Regions from separate parts of the Mus musculus genome. Here region 2 is linked to region 1. A link is a contact called in public promoter capture Hi-C data. All regions are on one chromosome and are shown on one strand. The core of a region is the stretch at or near the end of the contact, and the rest is flanking DNA. Distances in the headings are between cores, read along the strand shown.

Region 1 (6,061 bases), core at 3,299-5,798:
AGGGACCACACTGATAGAGTCATGATAGAGCACCCACAGTTCAATTACTTCTTGAAGGGCCGATAAACACTCACTCAACTCTGTTATGTTAAGAATGAAGCCTCATTTATGTGCTACAGTGTAGCTCAGTGGTAGAGCACTTCTCTAACATGTGTGACTGCCTGAGTTCAAGGCTCACCAGAAAAAAAAAAAAAGCATTTTGGAAGACAGGTCATATACAAGATCCAAACCATTAAAGAGAGACTCAGACTGACCTTATAAAAAGTGAATTTAGCATTTTCTAATAAACATAGAGCTTCTTTCTTTTATTATTACACATTTATTTAAGCACAATATATATATTATGTATGTAGCATATAATGTGTTGCATATATTGATGTGTGAATATACTGAAATTATTTTAATCAAGCTAACTCATATATACACACATGATATATATGTATATGTGTATGTATATGCCACATTTATATGTATAGGTGTATCACCTCATATAATCACCCTTTGGTAGAGTAAAAATGTTTCATGTCTGCTCACAGGAAATTTGAAGCTTATGTTCCACACACTATTAATGGTGGCCACCATGCTGTGTCTTAGCAACGTAGAACCTTTGCATCTCATAACTGTCCATTTGGACCCTTTAACCAGCATCTCCCTGTCCCCCTGAACCCCACCATTGATAGAACCCTTATAATTTTCTGTCCCATGAATCTGACTTTTTAGGGACATTCCATATATAAATGAGATCATGCACCATTTGTCTTTCGGTGCCTGGCTTATTTCACTTAGCCTAATTTCTTTTAGGTTCCTCCACATTGTACACAACAAGGTTTCCTATTTTTTAAGGCTGAGTAATTGTTTCAGCTTTGATTCTGTCTGTGATAAAATACTCTAAAAATGAATTTAGGGGAGAAAGGTGTTTAATTCAGTTTATAACTTCAGATTACAGCCCATCATTGTGTAGAAGTCAGGGCAGGAACTTCAAATATCTAGTTCTTATTACATCCAAAGTCAAGAGCAGAGAGAAAAATTCATAATGCCCGCTCGCTCACTCACTCACTCGCTTGCTTGTGCTCAGCCTGATTTCCCCATTTTTGTACAGTTTAGGAGCCCTGCCTGAGAAATGGTGCTGCCTACAGTGGGCTGGGTCTTCTCACATCAATTAACATAACTAGGGACGTTTGGCTACTCTTTTCCAAGGGAATTCTAGGTTGTGTCAAGTTGACAATTAAAGCTAACCACCACAGTAATAGTCCACTAGTTAATTTGTTTTTGTTTTTTTTAAAATTCAACAACATGTGTAGCTTGTAGTTTTGCTACCCCGCTTTAAGCCCGAGTGGACCATGCTACCAGCCCCTGCCCAGAGAATATTGGATCCTTAGTTGTTGAATTTCAACTTGCCTTCTTGGCTCAGTTACTGGGTGCTTCTAAGCTACCACGGAGAGTGTGCCCTTCCTAATACTCTTAGCTTAACACTCTAAATTTTCCCTCAACTTTAGTTGCTCAACATTTGTCCCAGCTCAACACTCTAATCTCCCACCTGCCTATGGTGCCTATGGTTGTTCCGCCCAAGATCTCATATGGCTAGTCCTTTTTTCCCCTCTGAAGCATGGTGAAATCTTGCTTCCACTCCTGCATCTCTCAGTCTCTCCCTGCAGGCCTGGAAATCCTGCCTCTTTCTTTCCTCCCAACAATTGGACCCTGGCATCTTTACAGATAGATCAAGAACCAATTGGAGAACAGGACCTTAGCATCAGCACCACCCTTTACAAACATGCACTTAGGCTGTTTCTATCCTTTGGATATTGTGACGTATCTTACAATGGATATAGGTACAAGGTGTCTCTTTGGATTCAGATGCCTTTTCACTGCTATGTGCTCAGAAAAAGGATGCTGTTCTTCCTGAAACTTTTTGGTAAGGGCTTGATCCAATGTCAACTAGTTTGGTACCTCAGAATGTTTATATTCTGGCTTTTGATCTTAGTTCTTTCTTCTGGGTCATGAGTTCATTCTAACTTCTACCTCATTGGGAGCTGTTTGTCTCTCTGCCATCTCTTCTACAACTGCTTGACAGTAGACTTGCTTTTATACTTCATGGTAGCTATTTATTCTTTCATTATGTACTATGAAAAAAAGTACAACCTCCAATTCTCCTGCCATTTCATGCTTTGATATATGGACAAGCATCATCATGGCTCATATGGTCCATCAAATTACTGAGAACACAGACCATTATGGATGTTGTCTGGCATGCCTTTATGTGGGATGCTAATATTCACACTATGGGCCTCATTTCTCCTGTTCCCCAAATTTCCTCAAAATTTAGTCCGTTTTCTATTTCTGTTACTAAATGCCATTGGCCGGATATTTTATAAATAAAAAAGAATGTCTCACACTAATGAGACTAGGAAGTCCAAGGGTAAAGGACCCTAACTGATGGGAGCCTTCTTACTGGTGGGAACATATGCAGAGTACTAAGGTGACACAGGGCATCACACAGGAAACAGTAAAAACCTATTCTCTTCTATCCTTCTGCTTCTGATAAGGCTGCTAACACACTTACAGATGCTTCTACTGCTAACATCGAATCCCAAGCAATTCCAAGAGGCTCCACTCCAGATAGCATGGATAACATAACTCTGAGGATTGTGCTTCAACATGTGTTTTGGAAGAGACAAACACCTAGACCATAGAGTTTTGCCACTTACCAAGCCATTAATATTAGTTAATAATTAGATCCATAATTCAAGCCATGTAGGTATCAGAAGACATATAGTTGTCTAAAGGTCTGTCCACTGAGAAAATTTCCATCCATCACCTTCTTTGAGAGTGTGTCTTGAGTTATTTTGACAGGTTGAAACATCATGACCAAAAGCAAGTTCCAAAGGAAAGTGTTTCTTTGGCTTATGCTTCTGAGTTATAATCCATCAAGGAAAGATGATTGGCCAGAAACTCAAGCAGGACAGAAAAGGCAGGAGCTGATGCAGAGGCCATGGAGAGATGCTGCTTACTAGCTTGCTCCTCATGGCTTGCTCAGCCCACTCTCTTATAGAACCTAGGACCACCAGCCCAAGGATGGCACCATCCACAATAGGCTGGGCCCTCCTCCATGAATCACTAATTAAGAAAATACCCTATAACTGGGTCTTATGGGGGCTTTTTTTTCTCTCTCTCAATTGAGATTCCCTCCTTTCAGATGACTCTAGCTTGTGTCAAATTAACATAAAACTAGCCAGGACAGAGGGTCATTCCTGAGCAGTGCTAGAGCACGACACTGTCCAGGTCTAAATGGAGCTGGTTGGCACACTGCACAGAGGCATTTTGAATTAAGCTCAAAGAGTGTCTCAGACAGAGGGAATACAGCTGCAGATATAATCAGTTACCATGAGCATCTTAGCCAAGTGTTTATGTAACCTACAGATGCATTCTTGACCTGACTAAGCTGTTCCCTCTGTATCTCTTTGACTTGATGATGGGGTGCTGTTGTGCAAGTTCAGCCTTATAGCTTGTTGGGGAAGGTACAAAGTTCCACATGGGTAATTTAAATAGCCCGATTTCAGTCCTTCCCCACCAATGTCCTTACAACTCCCCAAAGTATTGTATTATATACTGAGTGCTGTAGTCATACTGCCTTTCGGTTTCCATCTATGTCCCTGTCTTCTCCAGAGCTATAGGAGAAACATTCTAAAAGCAGTGGGACCACCAGCTCGTCACAAGTCACAGCTGCAAGTTTGTCACCTCGTGTTCCAGCTGGACTCCATGCTGCTGCTGCCACCACCACCACCACCAACAACATGCAGCAGAGTTGGTGGCCAGCCTCGTCTACACACTGAAGGGGCATGGGGGTGAAGAGCTAAGACAAGAAACAGCTGAAGATCAGCCTGCCTTTCCAGTTTTGGGCAGGGCTTCAGTGAGCGAAGTTCCATGAATGGAAACCCTATCAGAGAGTCAGGCTGCAGCCGCAATAGAAAAGCAGAAGCAGGGGCCCTAGATCAAAATGGACATGGATACCATGAATACATGGTATATTCACATGGGAAGATATAGAAAGGTCACACCAAAACTGAACTGGCCGAATCAATGAGGAAGGATTAAACAATGGGGAGGTTTACTCCAGGACCTGACATGTGCTCCATATAAGCTCTAACAGAGGGCCCCTAGTACAATGGGAAATAGAATAAGCATTAAACTGAGATGTGGCTACAATAAACACAGAAGGATACTGCTCAGAGACCCTCATGGCTTCTCTCCTTTTTCCTCCTTCTGACTCCATCATGAAGAACAGTTATAAACCAGTGGAGTGACTTGGAGCCAGACCACTGTTCCACTGTGTTGTAACAGTCATGGACCAAGACACTGTGCTAGGGCAGAGAGGGGAGGGAGACTAAAGCAAGTTGCATATTGAGTTGCATGATTGATTGGAACTGAGCTTGTGAAACAGCCTTGACTCTCATTAATGGAAGATGATTCAATAGGGCATGGGTCAAACTAATGATTACAGAAGTCACAAGGTTCTCACATGCATAGCACAGGGCACTGGGATGTCTCAGCCAGCTATTCTCCTCCAATGTTACCTGAACCTGCTCTTTCCCCTCCAACTTCTCTTCTCCTGCCCACACTGTGAGGGTGGCAGCGTTCCTACAGGGCATCCGATACAGTCTCTAGGTGGGGTGCTGACTTCTCACAGAAGGGAAACTGGTATTCACCTCCCCACTTTGCTGAGCAAGGGGAATGGTGGTTGTTATGAACATGCCACATTTGTCAGAAGCCATGGGCAAAATGCATTGCACAAAATGGAATAAGCAAGTTTCTTTACTCTTAGACAGTACACACACTGCCCAGTTAAAATCACACTAAGATAATCTACATCATAATAGTCGAGAGTTTTTACAAAATACTCCTGATTCTATTTCTTCACTGTTGTATAGTCGGGTGGGGCCGTGTGACCCCTTTAGTCACTGGAACATGAGCAATATGACTGTGGGGCTTAGTTTTTGTCAACATGATACAAACCTAGGACATATCTAGGCAGAAGGAATGTCAACTGAGTTATTGCCTCCATAAGTTTGGCAATCCCGGGGGAGCATTGTCTTGATTGACGATCAATGTAGGAGGACCCAGGCCACTGTGGGCAGTGCCACTTTCATTGGCAGATGGCCCTGGGTTGTATATGAAAAGTAACTGAGCAAACCAGGGGAGAGAGCCAGTGAGCAGTGTTCCCCCATTTTTGCCTCTTCTCCTGCTTCCAGCTCTTGTCCCCAATTCCCTTTGTGATAGACTCTATTTGGAACATGTAATCCAGATAAATTCTTTCCTCCCCAAGTTGGTAATATATTTCATTCTGAATAGGCACCAGAGTGCAATTTACCACATTTCTCTTTCTTTGCTTCCATAATCAAGAGGGAAGGAGTCTTCCTTGACATGGATCCCTAATAAGGACAGTACAAAGAAGTGCCCCAGCTGACACTAAGTCTAGGTTATCTCTTTGTGTTTTAGCCACCGAAGTCATGAGGGGTGAACTGTATTGCAGCTCATCCTGGTCTCTCCTGATTGAGTTATATCAGCAGTGTGATACCTGTTTACTACCTTGTAGACAGGCAGTACCCCCGTGCATAGCACTCCCTTGTATCAAGTGTGCAGATTACTAAAAGATAGCCTTGAGTTTGGGAACAGGCTCCGCTTACCACATACAGGATCATCAACCATTAACTAGAATCAATAGTCCTGTTAAGAGGATCTGGACAAAGGGTTTTCCTGGAATCTATCCTATTAAGGAGGAGATGGTGCAGAGCAAAGGGAGTGCTAAGGTCACATTGTTAAGGTGGCTGCCAGATGTAGAAGTAGCACACAGAAAGGATTGTTCAGGTTGATCTGTCCTTTGTTGATGAGAAATGACAAGAGACCACTGGCTGGCTTACCCAGCAAAGGAAGTATTAGACAGGATGTGACCAAAGTTAGGGCTTTTTTAGTTTAAAAAAAAAAAGTTGCAGAAGACATACAGATCTGTGGTGAAGGGTTGAAGGTCTTGGTGGTACTTCATGAAAGATCTAACTTCTCATTCCCC
Region 2 (6,155 bases), core at 812-3,311, 220 kb after region 1:
CTTGGCCCAGGGAGAGGTGCTATTAGGAGGTGTGGCCTTGTTGGAGGAAGTGTGTCATTGTGGGCATGGGCTTTAAGACCCTCATCCTAGCTGCCTGGAAGCCAGTCTTCTCCTAGTGGCCTTCAGATGAAGAGATAGACAGACCTCTCAGCTCCTTCTGCACCATGCCTGCCTAGATGCTGCCATAATGGACTGACCCTCTGAACCTGTAAGCCAGCCCCAATTAAATACTGTCCTTATAAGAGTTGCCTCGGGGGCTGGAGAGATGGCTCAGCGGTTAAGAGCACTGACTGCTCTTCTGAAGGTCCTGAGTTCAAATCCCAGCAATGACATGGTGGCTCACAACCATCCATAATGAGATCTGGCTCCCTCTTCTAGAGTGTCTGAAGACAGCTACAGTGTATTTATAATAAATTAATAAATAAATAAATAAACGTTTTTTTTAAAAAAAAGATTTGCCTCAGTCTGGCTGGAGAGATGGCTCAGTGGTTAAGCATACTGACTGCGCTTCCAGAGGAGGTCAATTCCCAGCAACCACACGGTGGCTCACAACCATCTATAATGGGTTCCGATGCCCTCTTCTGGTGTGTCTGCAGACAGCTATAGTGTACTCATATACATAAAATAAATAAGAAAATCTTTTTTTAAAAAAAGTGTTCTTTGCCTTGGTCATGGTGGGGAAACTACACCTAACAGACCCGCTCAGTCTCATAGTTGAGGTGAGTCGGGGGAGTTCAGCTCAGGATGGCCATACCTGCCTCTCTAATGCTGCTGATGTTGCATGCCTCCCACCTGGTTTCCATCATGAGACCCACAGGCCCAACATGCAAAATAGAGCCATTGGGAGTGCAGTAAGAAAAGGCCACTCATCTGCAATGCCTAAAATTAACCTGCACACCCCACCTGCCCACAAACCTGGTAACTTCCTAGAATGCTATAAGCTGTCATTCTTGAAAAATAACAATGCCTCTTGGGAAAGTGGTTTATAGATTAGTCTTTGTTTGTTTGTTTGTTTGTTTGTTTTTGGTTTTTTGTTTTGTTTTTTTCGAGACAGGGTTTCTCTGTATAGCCCTGGCTATCCTGGAACTCACTCTGTAGACCAGGCTGGCCTCGAACTCAGAAATCTGCCTGCCTCTTCCTCCCAAGTGCTAGGATTAAAGGCGTGTGGCACCACCGCCTGGCATAGATTAGTCTTTAGAAACCCCCGCTACATGTCTGTCTCAGGGCACTTAGCTGAAACATTTCAGGAACTGGTTCTGACCAAAGTCTACCCCTTGGCTGGTATTTAATATTTAATAGAGCTTGCTTTATATATGGCCAAAAAATAGTGGAATTATTTTTTTTACCTGGTGCATCTCAAGCTTGCTACAACCTCACTTCCTTCTCTGAAGTCTCTCAAGTTATGGATACCTCAGGCACCAGCTAGTTACTCTCCACAGCTGGAGTTTCTCGTGAGCTGGGCTTTGGATAATCTCCAGGCTTCCAAGAGCCCAACGTACCCCAGAAAGTTTTTTCCCCTCTGGAGATAAGTAAGTCTTTCAGGGATTCATGGTGCCACCCCCCAACCAACCCCAACCCCCACAGGACACGTATGGTCTAGATATGGGCACAAAGCAAGGTCTCAGAGGAGGACAGTCATGGACACAGCCTCTCCTGAAGACAGCAACACCACATCGCCCCCCCATCCTGTCCCATGGCCCTCTGGCCTTTGCCACTTAGATGAGGAAGGCAAAGGCAGAAACAGTCTCTTTCTCTCGGGAACAAATGGTGACTCACTGAGGATAGGGAAGGCACCTTTTCCCAGGAAACAACCTGAGGTCTCCGAGACTGAGCTAGAAGCAGGAACTAAAGGGAAAGGTGGACATGTTTTGTTGCAGGTCCTGGATGGGTCTCAGAGACGCTATAGTGAAGCATGCTCAGCAGGGTAAAGAATGAACCCTGTGCTGGGTACGAGCTCCACTCGGCAGGCACAGAGGTCAGAAAACTTAAGCAAAGTAGGGGATCCGGGGAGATGAGGTTATGGGCTGTCTTATAACCACAACCGTGGTTCTGCAGGTTGCATAATCTTTTATTTGCCCACAGCTACATTTTGTCCAGAAACTCTGTCCTGAAAGAGGACTGAAGAAAACATCCAGCCAGCACTGGGCAAGGAAGGGCAGGAGCAGAGAGTGAGGTGGTGTTCACTGGGTCGGAGGATGGAGGCGCACAACGTATCAGCCCCCTTCAATTTCTCCCTGCCGCCTGGCTTTGGCCACCGGGCCACAGACACTGCGCTCAGCGTCATTCTGGTAGTTATGTTGCTGCTCATCATGCTCTCGCTTGGCTGCACCATGGAGTTCAGCAAGATCAAGGCTCACTTCTGGAAGCCCAAAGGGGTGATCATCGCCATAGTGGCCCAGTACGGTATCATGCCCCTCAGTGCTTTCCTTCTGGGCAAGGTCTTTCATCTGACCAGCATTGAGGCTCTGGCCATCCTCATCTGCGGCTGCTCTCCTGGGGGGAACCTGTCTAACCTCTTCACCCTGGCCATGAAGGGGGACATGAACCTCAGGTAGGACCGAGGGTTAAGAGGAAAGGGTGTGGGATGGGGTGCTGCCGAGATGTCATGATCTAGAGAAGATCTAGGCTGGAGCCAGGAGCGGGGAGGGACGTAGGAGCTGGATTAAGTTTGGCATTGATTGTCAAAGGTTTATGCTAAATTGGGGCAGCCTCTGGAATCTCTTTGGTTTAAATCCCAGGGGGAAAAAAAAAACATTAAGCTGGTCCAGAGGTATGTTAGACACCCCTGAACTCCCAGAAGTCTCTACAGGATCACTGTAAAGGAGAATAGATTTCGATGAAAGAGTTCCTCAGAACCACAGTCATCTGACTGGCAGGGTGTCAGCTCTGAGGCTGAAAATCTAGCAAGGGTATAATGGGTCCAGAACATTCCAGGAAGGCCAAGGTGACTTGGAACCAAACGAGCATCTTAAATTTCCTGCAGAGAAGAGACTCCAAAGGCTCTTCTCCAGTATCTGGGCATCCAAGGTATCTGCTAAGACCCTTTACCGAGTTGTCAGATGTGGTGAGATTGCCAACCAAAGAAACTTTATGTAGAATTGAGGCCCCAGCGATTGCCCAGGTTAGGCTGGGCTCCACTCAGTCTAACAAGAAGGGAGAAGGCTAAGACCAGCCTGAGCAGCCAGGTGGTGGTGGTGCATGCCTTTAATCCCAGCACTTGGGAGGCAGAGGCAGGTGGATTTCTGAGTTGAGGCCAGCCTGGTCTACAAAGTGAGTTCCAGGACAGTCAGGACTATACAGTAAAACCCTGTCTCAAAAAACCAAAAAAAAAAAAAAAAAAGACCAGCCTGAGCCTAGAGCATCCTGATCAGGTAGCACTCGTGAAGCGCCAGACTCCTTGGGCTTGGTGGAATATCTGTCCTTCACACAGCTGTGACTGTGGCAGTGAATGTCAAGGAGAGGGGCCCCTCTCAGCCTGCTCGGGCAGTGCACAGCATGGGTGAACTCACTCCAGACACAAAGCCAGTCTCCTCTAGGCCTGATTCTCAGTGGAGTTGTTCAGTGTCAAGTAGAGAAGGGACCGCAAAGGGAGCATACCTTGCCTGTGCCTAAACTTTACAAAGAAAACTTACCTAGAAGCCTCTCCTGGTGAGGCAAAACAGCAGGAGGGCAACTGGAAGGAGGGGCAAGGCATTAGTCATGCTGTCCTGTAAGCAAGGTTGGTCGCACCTTATACGTCCCAAGATGTTAAACCTCAGCTCTGGTGCAGGACTATGTAGTCACATTAGTCAGAAAGGGGGCACGGTGGGGAATCTGGGGATCTGTGGAAGCAGCCGATGGAACTGTGTGACCCAGTCTCTTCCTCCTAAGCAAACTTATCGTTCTCATACACATTAACCATGCCCCGATCCACCTGGCTGAGCGGGAATAATTATCATGTCCAGACAGACTTTGAATCCCTGTTGTCCTGAAAAGTGACTACATGCATTATTACAGCAATGACAGCAAAGCTAAGGACCTTCACTAAACAAACATTCTTTTCAACAAAGTCAATCTTTAAACTTACATTTTTTTTTAAATGTGTACGGGTATTTTGTATGCATGTATGTCTCTGTGTACGACGTGTGTGCCTAGTGCCCAAGGGAGACAGAAGAGGGCACTGGATCCCCCTAGAACTAGAGTTACAGTTCTAGTAAGTTCTGTAAGCAGCTATGTGGGTGCTAGGAATCAAACCCATCTGTCAGAGCAGCTAGTATTCTTCTCTCTCTCTCTTTCTCTCTCTCTCTCTCTCTCTCTCTCTCTCTCTCTCTCTCTCTCTCTCTCTCTCTCTCTCTCTCTTTGGTTTTTCGAGAGAGGTTTCTCTGTATAGCCCTGGCTGTCCTGGAACTCACTTTGTAGACCAGGCTAGCCTTGAACTCAGAAATCCACCTGCCTCTGCTTCCCAAGTGTTGGGATTAAATTCGTGTGCCACCACCACCCAGCAATTTTATTTTCTTAATACTCTTGTTGCCCACTGTATACATCCTGCACTGGTCCTTGTTTCGGCGGCTGACATGAAGGGGTACATACAGAAGGGAGTGCCATAAATGACCACATTCACAGATAAGGAAAGTCCTAGGGCTTAACACTTTCAGCCAGGGGCTGGCTGGCTGGCTTTAGAACTGGTATGTCTGCAGACGTCTTGAGAGCTATCCTGTATATTGACAGAGTGAATGGAGGCTGCCTGCCAGTCTCAAAGGCACTGGCCTCTCTGATCAGACATATGCCTTGTACAGGAGAGAACCTACTGTCATCACAGCTTTCTGCTTTAGCTTTGTTTGTTGGTTGTTGATTTGGTTTGGTTTTTTGAGACAGGGTCTCTCTGTGTAACAGAACCCTGGCTGTGGCCTGGACTCACTTTGTAGACCAGACTGGCTTCAAACTCACAGAGATCCACATGCCTCTGCCTCCCAAGTGCTGGGATTAAAGGCGTGTGCCACCATGCCTAGCTGCTTTTCCTTTTAAAATATATTTATAGGTATGAGTGCTTTGCCTGAATGTATGTAAAGACATGTGTGTGTGTGTCCTGGTGCCCACAGAAACCAGAAGAGGACACTGGATTCTCCTGAAATTGGAGCCATAGATGGCTGTGAGTCACCATGTGGGTCCTGGGAGTTGAACCCTGGTCCCCAGGAACGGCAGCCAGTGCTTTTAGCAGCTGAGCCATCCCTCCAGCCCCAAGATTTCTTCTCTTCAAGAGAAGACTTGAGTCTCCATTTTTAGGTGAAATCTCCAAATTTTCAAACAGCATCAAGTCATACGTATATATCTAAAAGGCTGTGCAAAGCAAGCAGTGTCCAGGAGTCAAGTGTGGCTCCAAGGCCTACTCTGAGGCCTCTCTTTTAAGGCCATTATGTCCCAGAGTTAGAAGTAAATGATGAGACTCTTATTCCATTTTACTCATTAGGAGACAGAGGTCAAAAAACCTACCAAAGATCTCCCAATATCTGAGCAAAAGTTGTGTCCAGAGCCAGCTCAGGACCCTCTCTCATCCTTATTCTGTCTTCCAAATGGATTAAGTCCGAGGTGAGACCACCAGGCAACCAAGCAGGGCAGCCCCGTCCTCAAAGATGCTCAGGCAGGAGAAAATGCCTAGCTGAGGTAAGCATCTTAGGGTACAGCCTGGGTTACTCTTGCCATCCTCAAACTCCCCAGCTCCTTTTAATCTGCTGATCCCATAGCAGAGCCCAGAGCCAGTGGCTAGGGAAGCAAAAGGCCTGGACACCACCCAAGGATCCCTACAAGTTCCCCAGTATCACACAGGAAGCCACTGGGATCCTAACACATTTCCTGCCTCACGGTAGGGACTGGCTGGTCACCTCCCAGTGTCCTCAGCAAGTTGCCTCTGATCTTTCTATTCCTTCTGAGTTTACAGATTCCCTAAAGCAGGGCTTAGGCAATGCACTCAATCTTAAGCAAGGGGCTGGGTGCAGTGGTGTAAGCCTGTCACCCTTGCTACCTGGGGTCTGAGGCAGGAGAATGCTTGAGTCCAACTCAAACTAACTTATAAAGTAAGGCTGGTATAGCAGCACAAGGGTGTAATACCAGCCCCGGAAAAGTAAAGGCAGAGGCATCAGGTGTTCAAGGACACCCTCCACTACACATAAGATTCTGTC

Evidence for each region. Promoter capture Hi-C pulls out the DNA fragments that hold promoters and counts their contacts.
Region 2: a promoter capture Hi-C map of liver shows a contact between it and region 1, with 10 times the contacts expected there. The contact joins the promoter of Slc10a1 here to the enhancer-like site in region 1. A contact is called at or near these places in 21 of 39 promoter capture datasets (the 3T3-L1 cell line, 3T3-L1-derived adipocytes, the C10 cell line and 11 more), 2 of 15 datasets of contacts at CTCF or cohesin (the NIH/3T3 cell line and large pre-B cells), 11 of 484 Hi-C or Micro-C datasets (the F1.1 cell line, LSK cells, bone marrow-derived macrophages and 3 more), 6 of 115 datasets of contacts at active chromatin or transcription factors (differentiating embryonic stem cells, double positive thymocytes, embryonic stem cells and 2 more) and 5 of 9 other capture datasets (adipose tissue, embryonic stem cells, liver and 2 more).

The regions. Positions count from the first base shown.
Region 1 is chr12:81,188,223-81,194,283 of GRCm38.p6, reverse strand. No RefSeq gene overlaps it. Among named protein-coding and RNA genes, the nearest start is that of Mir3067, 25 kb to the right of the region's middle. Within about 2 kb of position 4,548, at least 8 of the 459 cell types and tissues checked have an H3K27ac peak or open chromatin away from gene starts, as enhancers often do. A contact at or near this core is called in extraembryonic endoderm stem cells, hepatocytes and liver, where this site is marked.
Region 2 is chr12:80,963,985-80,970,139 of GRCm38.p6, reverse strand. Slc10a1 (solute carrier family 10 (sodium/bile acid cotransporter family), member 1) reads left to right here and starts at 2,061. Exons shown (of 4, transcript NM_011387.2): 1 at 2,061-2,551. The coding sequence starts at 2,196.